2 separate regions of the Sus scrofa genome follow, and region 1 is linked to region 2. Evidence: chromatin contacts called from public HiChIP or PLAC-seq data. All regions are on one chromosome and are shown on one strand. The core of a region is the stretch at or near the end of the contact, and the rest is flanking DNA. Distances in the headings are between cores, read along the strand shown. Region 1 holds the start of FTH1 (ferritin heavy chain 1). Region 2 has its middle 32 kb from the start of INCENP.

Evidence for each region. HiChIP or PLAC-seq counts read pairs in DNA pulled down with a chosen protein or histone mark.
Region 1: an H3K27ac HiChIP or PLAC-seq map of alveolar macrophages shows a contact between it and region 2, with 4 times the contacts expected there. The contact joins the promoter of FTH1 here to the enhancer-like site in region 2. A contact is called at or near these places in 3 of 5 promoter capture datasets (fetal liver and liver), 10 of 47 Hi-C or Micro-C datasets (alveolar macrophages, blood, brain and 7 more) and 2 of 2 datasets of contacts at active chromatin or transcription factors (alveolar macrophages and skeletal muscle).

What each region holds. Positions count from the first base shown.
Region 1 is chr2:9,533,348-9,537,087 of Sscrofa11.1, forward strand. It overlaps FTH1 (ferritin heavy chain 1), which reads left to right and starts at 1,823. Exons shown (of 5, transcript NM_213975.1): 1 at 1,823-1,901; 2 at 1,969-2,107; 3 at 3,625-3,740. The coding sequence starts at 1,994.
Region 2 is chr2:9,475,403-9,479,413 of Sscrofa11.1, forward strand. No RefSeq gene overlaps it. Among named protein-coding and RNA genes, the nearest start is that of INCENP, 32 kb to the left of the region's middle. Within about 2 kb of position 2,694, at least 8 of the 83 cell types and tissues checked have an H3K27ac peak or open chromatin away from gene starts, as enhancers often do. A contact at or near this core is called in alveolar macrophages, where this site is marked.

The sequences.
Region 1 (3,740 bases), core at 573-3,072, 57 kb after region 2:
ACTCCTAGATATTCTTTAGAGCTTCCATGTTCAGGATAAAGTTAAACCCCTTTTTTGGGCCCCCAACCCTTCCTGATCTTGCCGCATGCTACCCTTCCAGACTTCTCCAATAGGGACTGTAGTTTCAGGCCAACACATTTTCTTTCTGTCTGTCTGTCTATCTTTTTAGGGCCACACGTACAGCACGTGGAGGTTCCCGGGCTAGGGGTCCAATCGGAGCTACAGCCGCCAGCCTACACCCCAGCCACAGCAACTTGGGATCTGAGCCGCATTTGCAAACTAGACCATGGCTCATGGCAAAACCAGATCCTTAACCCACTGAGCAAGGCCAAGGATTGAACCCACAACCTCATGGTTCCTAGTCGGATTCGTTAGCCATTGCACCAAAACGGGAACTCCTCAAATGTCACTCTCTTTAGGGCAGCCTTCCTTGAACTCCTATCCCAGACTGGGTAAGGCACCCTTGGTATTCACCCATCATCCTTCTTAATTTCTTGTCTGCAGCCCTAGCCCCATTAAAATTTTTTTTCCTTAAGTAACATATGTACATTTGAAATGAATAAAGACCCAAGAGAAATCGCTGTAATTCCACCAGCAACTTGTTTTCCTATTTTAGTAAAGTTCCTTTAATTTTTTGTTGTAAAGCTTTTAGAAGTACAGCTTACAGTTGGACATTTGTGAATATCCTGAAAAGGGTCTTGGGTAGGTCCCCTACCCACGTGTTGAAGGGCCTGATTAAGAATCGTGGACCCTGGGGGCAGCAGATTGGGTCTGCCTAGCTCCAGTTCTGCCACCCACGAATTCGCACCCACTCAGTGCCAGGGACACTGCTGCAAGCCACACACAGTGCCCCAGCCACTCCACGTTCTCTGGCATCTGTCCTTCATGTTCCGCGCCTTCAGCTTCTCTCCAAGGACAACCCAGGGGGTGGCTCCCTGTAGAACCGCCTGAGCCTGAAGCTCCTGGGGCTTGATCGGCCATTTCAAAATGGCCTCACAGCATCCTTTTCAGATTCAAGCAGCTTCTTTCCTCCTTTTCTAACCCCCTTGGTCTCTGAGTTGTAAGCTACCGGCCGATTTTCTCAGAACCCTGGTGGCTCACGACTCCCTCGGGAAGGCAGTCTTTCGGGGAAACACGACCCGCCCAGCCTTTGTTGTAGCAACTGCACGAGGAGCCACGTACACTTTCGGCCAAAGCCGGACCGGGCCACCAGAGCTGGAGGAGGCCCGACCCCACCTGCTTTGGGCCCCTTCCTAGGTTTTGAGGAATTGAAAGAGGGCCCTTTCCCCGCCCGACCTCTGCCTCACTCCGGGCCCACGTTCACTCTCCGGGTTCCCTATTTGCATTACCAGGCACCTCGGAGTGTGGCAACTGCAGCTCTACCGCTCTGATTTTTAACATGACCTTGGCCATAAGTCTCGGGGTGCCCGCTTGGGCTCTTGCAAGAGCCTCGACGCCCCAGGGAAGGTTTCCCGTCGGTTGCAAAACCCAGGCTGTCAGAGCCCCGAGAGTCATAGAGTCACAGCCCCGAGCTGGACTTCCTGCCCTTGCTCAGGTCGTCTCTCTCATCCCACGAAACGCACCTCAAGGCGTCTGCGCGGGACGGGGTTCCAAGACTCCCAGGCTTCGCCACCCCACCCCTTCCCTCCCCTCCCCCACCATCCCAGTGCGCCTCCCCCCACCCCCGCCCGCACCCACCGGAAGGGGCGGGGCTCCGCGCGGCGGGCAGGCGGCGTGATTGGCCGCGGCGGGGCGGACGGCCGATGCCGATATAAGAGCCGGGCCAGCGCTACCTGCGCCACAGTCTTCGCGGAGAGTCGCTGCGGTTTCCTGCTTCAACAGTGCTTGGACGGAACCCGGCGCTCGTCACCCGCCCCGGCCGGCCGCTCAGAGCCAGCCCTCGCCACCTCTTCACAGCGCCCTCGGACCGCCCCAAGGCCACCGCCACCGCTCCCGCGCCGCTGCCGCCACCACCGCTCCTCAGCCTCCCGCCATGACGACCTCGTGCTCCTCGCAGGTGCGCCAGAACTACCACCAGGACTCGGAGGCGGCCATCAACCGCCAGATCAACCTGGAGCTCTATGCCTCCTACGTCTACCTGTCCATGGTAAGCGCAGGCTTGGCCGGCGGGGGGCGGGCTCGGCCTCGGAGGCGGCGGGGCGGGGTGTGGCTAGCGGGCGGGGCCTCCCGCCTCCCGCCTCTGCGCGGTTCTGGAAAATGGAGGCTGCTCCGGGTCCCCCAGGACTTCGCAGAAATTCCGAGGAGTCGGCCCTTTCCGACTGACCCCTGGGAGTGCCCCTTTGTAGGCCGACTGCCTCTGCCCGCCCACCCCCCTCCCCCCTCCCCCTTTTTTTTCCTTGCCGCGCTTGCTGCCAGTACCATCCTGCAGTTAGGAAGGTGGATTTTCGCATTTCCATTCCGTCCTCTGCATCCGATCACGTGATCCTGGGCGGAGGCGAAGAGGTCCTGCTCCCATCCCCCAGAATACGGCGGAGCCTGCTGGGTAATGGTGTCGAATAGCAGCCCTGGGGGCTGGTGTGAAGTGCTTTATCTCCAGTGGGCTGACCACCCGAACAGCCGTCTCCACCCGTTTGCTCTGCTTATCGCCAAGTCCCACTTGAATTGAAGCACATCTCTAGAAATCTCTCCTTCCGCCACAGTTGTCTTAGTCACCCGTCCTTGCGCCTGACTACCTCCTCCTTTATTCTTTTTGTCTAAAGGTTGGGGCCTAATCGAACCCTTCGTTCTTGGATAAAGTCCATCCACAGTTACAGGGCCGGCATTTTTTCCATAGAGGGGTCAGTTTTCCAAATTCCTGGTTTTAGGCGGTGTGGTAGGAGTTGTAGAATTGTCTGACCATTACGTAAACCATCCAAGAATAGGCAGGTACCAGATGGGTTTGGAACTGGCCTGGATTTCTATGACTGCCCTTCCATTTCAGGAACACCCAGCAAGGGTCTAAAAGAACCCAGTTTTGCTTTCTACTGTTATGCCTTTATATACATTGTTGCCCACAGCCGTCTACTTCCCTAGTGGGGTACTTTTAGAAATGCATCGGTCTGGCTGTAAGCTGGCAAGTTCATGTTTTAACATGGATTAATCAAGGAGGGAGAAGGAGGAAGCACTAATAGTGCGGAGTAAATACTCCACTTTCCTCTCTTCGACCAGATGTGACACTGGCTGTAAGAATTTAACTTTGGAGTTCCTGCTGTGGCGCGATGGGGTTGGCGGTGTGTCTGGAGCGTTGGGACTTAGGTTCCATCCCTGGCCTGGCACAGTGGTTTTAGGGATCCAGCACTGCCACAACTCTCATGAGGGTCACAGCTGTGGCTCCCATCTGATCTCTGGCCCGGGAACTTCCTCAGACCAGAGGCGGCCAAAAAAGAAAAAAGAACTTTGCTCTAACACAGATCCTGAGGATGTTCCATGGTGGTGGCAAGTCCTGTGATATTCTAAATGCTCCTTGTGAACATTTTTCATTTTTGCCCTTAGGAGTGAGAACTAATGACTGTTTAGTTCGATGCAGCAACGCAGCCTGCTCTGATCTCCTTAGACCCAGACCCCTTCTTGCTGGGCTTTGAGAAAGGAAGCCTAGGCTCACAGACTCCTGTTTTCACTTTTCAGTCATACTATTTTGACCGCGATGATGTGGCTTTGAAGAACTTTGCCAAATACTTTCTTCATCAATCTCATGAGGAGAGGGAACATGCTGAGAAACTGATGAAGCTGCAGAACCAACG
Region 2 (4,011 bases), core at 1,444-3,943:
TTTCCTTCTATGTCTAAAGTGGCCACCAGATCCCTCCATGACATGTCCCAGGTGCATTTTCCCTATAGCCCTAATTATTCCCGGATAGTTTCTTGTTTATTTGTCTAACCATGTATGGTCCATCTCCTCCCCCTAGGATGGAAACTCCACGAAGAGTGGGATGCTGCAGTGCTGGGTCCCCAGCGTGGAGAATGGCACCTGGCCCACAGCAGGTGCACCGAGAGTATCGCTGAGTGAATGAGTGAAGAATTAAAGCTTGTTTCCTGAGGAGTTCCCGTCGTGGCTCAGTGGTTAATGAACCTGACTAGTATCCACAAGGATGTGGGTTCGCTCCCTCGCCTTGCTCAGTGGGTTAAGCATCCGGCATTGCCATGAGCTGTGGCATAGGTCACAGACTCGGCTCAGATCCCGCATTGCTGTGGCTGTGGTGTAGGCCGGCAGCTACAGCTCTGATTCAACCCCTAGCCTGGGAACCTCCATATGCCTCAGATGCGGCCCTAAAATGACAAAAAGGAAAAAAAAAAAAGGCTTATTTCCCGAATATTGGGAATAGGACCCCCTGTAGCAGGCTGAAGGGTGGTGTCCCCAAAGATGCGAGCGTGCCCCACAAACTGCAAATATGAACTCATTTGGAAAAACAGTCTTTGCCGACATAACTAAATTGAGGATCTTGTGAGGAAAAGGCAGTGAGAGAGAAAAATCAACGGGGAAAATACTATGGATTTCCCTGGAGGCTCAGCGGGTTAAGGATCTCACTTCTGCGAGTGACATCTCAGATGTCATTTCTGTGGCTCCAGTTGCTCTTTGGTCCCTGGCCCTGGAATTTCCGTGTGCCACAGGCACAGCCGAAGAAAAAGAAAAGCCCACAAATAAGGGGGAGAAATATCAGGACCAGGGGGAAACTAAGGACCTCAGCCTTGGTTAGTCAGTGAAAACTGGTCTGGACAAAAAACTTCTCTGACCTGCGGGCCCTAGGGGACAGGGGACACTGACCTTTTCCTAAGAGCACACCTCTGTTTTTCTTTCCCTTTTTTGACCGTGGGTTTTTCCACCTTGTCTTGCCTGCCCAGGTTTCTCTGGGGTTCTTTGGGCTCCTTTGCAGCCAGGTTCCTCTGGCCTTGCTGGCGAGAAGAGCCTCTGCAAATGCTGCCCAGGATGCTCAGGACCCGGCTCCACAGAAGGCAGCGGGACGCCACCCCCTTCTCCCCCTGTGCCTGTTTGAAGGATGAGGGCAGGGACGGTTGATTTTCCTGCACTGGGTTGGGGAGGGCACCGGTGGCCATGCGGGCAGCCATGTGGGCAGCATCCAGGGCAGAGGTGATAGGAGGTGTCTTTTTCCTCCCCTCTCTGCTTCCTCGTATGGATTCCCCGTCTCTCCACATTTTCTTTCTAAATGCAGAAAGGAACAAAAAGTAGTTTGAAGCTGGAAGTGCCGGTAACGAGAGGGAAGAGCAGAGGGAGATGGGAAGCTGGTGCCTCCGGGATAAATGGAGGGACTTACCGATGAGCAGGTAGCAGAATACACAAGCAATTCGTGTTAAGACAAGTCTGTTCAGTAAACAAATCGGGGCTGCCTGGTACCTTCTAGAAAGTTAAGACTCAGCTTAGATTCCTTCCTTGGGGGGTAGATTTTCTCAGCTTTGGGCTACGAAGATTGAAAATGTCCACTGAAGACAATGGACTTGAAAGGAAAGAGGTTTTTTCCACCTACCCTGGCAGGTGCCATCCGAGAAGCGGGGAGGGGAGCGCATGTGACTGGGTCATGGAGATGCACGTGACTTTGCACACGTGCGTGCACGCACGCACACACACACACACACACGTGCTTTGGGCCTTGGCTCATCTTCTTTCTTTCTTTATTTTTTTGGTCTTTTTTACCTTTTCTAGGGCTGCTCCTGCAGCATATGGAGGTTCCCAGGCTAGGGGTCGAATCGAAGCTGTAGCCACCGGCCTACACCAGAGCCATAGCAACGGGAGATCCGAGCCTCATCTGCAACCTACACCACAGCTCACGGCAACGCCGGATCCTTAACCCACTGAGCAAGGCCAGGGATCGAACCTGAAACCTCCTAGTTGGATTCCTAGTTGGATTTGTTAACCACTGCGCCACGATGGGAACTCCAAAAATTCATGCCTTTAAAGACACATCTTAACCATGACTTGAAAAGACACAAGTCCTCCAATGTTCATTGCAGCACTCTTTGCAATAGCCAAGACATGGAAACAACCTAAATGTCCATCGACAGCGGAATATTATTCAGCCATCAAAAGGAAAGAAATGAGGGCATCGTTAGCAACATGAATGGACCTAGAAATTATCATGCTAAGTGAAGTCAGTCAGACAATGAGACAACAACATCAAATGCTATCACTTACTTATGGAATCTAAAAAAGGACACAATCCTTCTTTGCAGAACAGATACTGACTCACAGACTTTGAAGAACTTATGGTTTCCAAAGGAGACCGGTTGGGGGTTGGGGGGATGTACTGAGGGTTTGGGATGGACGTGCCGTAGGGTTTGGTTGTGATGACTGTTGTACACCTGTAAAGGTAATACGATTCATTAAGAAAAAAATAAAATAGAAAAATAAAGATACATCTTAATAAGCTGAAATACGTGTCTGCTTTCCTTCTTCCCACAAGGCTTCTCCTCTTCTCTGTTTGTGTTGGCGTTTGAACATGTTGCAGACCAGTGAGTAATTGCAATGAGGTCGTTAATTTGCTTGAGCCAGACATGTGTCAGCCTGTCTCTGGGAGGGGAGGGGAGGGTGCTTATTTCATACCTCGCCTGGGCCACCTGGCTGAAATAACCTTAAAACCTGCCCCCCTTTCCCCAAGGGTCTGTTTTGAGGTTCAAACAAAATGATATCATGCTTCAATTCCCCTGAAAGTGAAAGCACAGGCCAGAGGCTAGTGGTGTTTTTATGTATGTATTTCTTGCTTGCTTGCTTTTTTTTGGTTTTGTTTTGTTTTTGCTTTTTAGGGCTGCATTTGAGGCATATGGGAGTTCCCAGGCTAGGGGTTGAATCAGAGCTACAGCTGCTGGCCTACGCCACAGCCACAGCCACAACAAGGCCGGGTCCTTTAACCACCTGTGCGAGGCTAGGGATTGAACCTGCATCCGCATGGATACTAGTCAGATTCGTTTCCACTGAGCCACAACAGGAATTCCTTTTTTTCTTTCTTTTTAGGGCTGAACCTATGGCATATGGACTTTTCTAGGCTAGGAGTGGAATTGGAGCTGCAGCTGCCGGCCGACACCACAGCCACGGCAATGCAGGATCTGAGCCACATCTGTGACCTACACAGCAGCTTGCAGCAATGCCAGATACTCATAACCCACAGAGCAAGGCCAGGGATCAAACCTGCATCCTAATGGATACTAGTCAGGTTCTTAACTAGCTGAGCCACAGTGGGAACTCCTGTACTTCTTTCTTCTCCGGCAGGAGCACAGGAAATCCCTCATCCTCACACATGGCAGGTGGCAGGTCCTGATCCCCAGACAGGGATAAAGCCTGCCTGGCAAACTGCTTAGCTGGGTCAATCTCATGTCTTGCAACTCCTTTCATTAAAAGCTGTTTAACTCTTGGCTGGAAGGTGGAGAGCCTGCCACCATATACTCTGTGCCGAGGGAAGGAGGTCTGTCCACTTAAGGGTGGCTGGTGGGTGTAGGTGGAAACTGGGGTTGTGCTGGGCATGGGCAAAAGCAGAGAGACTTTAAGAAGTCGTCAGGGAGGAGTTCCCGTCGTGGCTCAGTGGTTAATGAATCCGACAAGGAGCCATGAGGTTGTGGGTTCGATCCCTGGCCTTGTTCAGGGGGTTAAGGATCTGGTGTTGCCGTGAGCTGTGGTATAGGTCACAGACGCAGCTTGGATCCCATGTTGCTGTGGCTCTGGCGTAGGCCAGTAGCTATAGCTCCTATTCGACCCCTAGCCTGGGAACCTCCATATGCCGCTGGAGCGGCCCTAGAAAAAAGGCAAAAAGACAAAAAAAAAAAAAAAAAAAAAAAG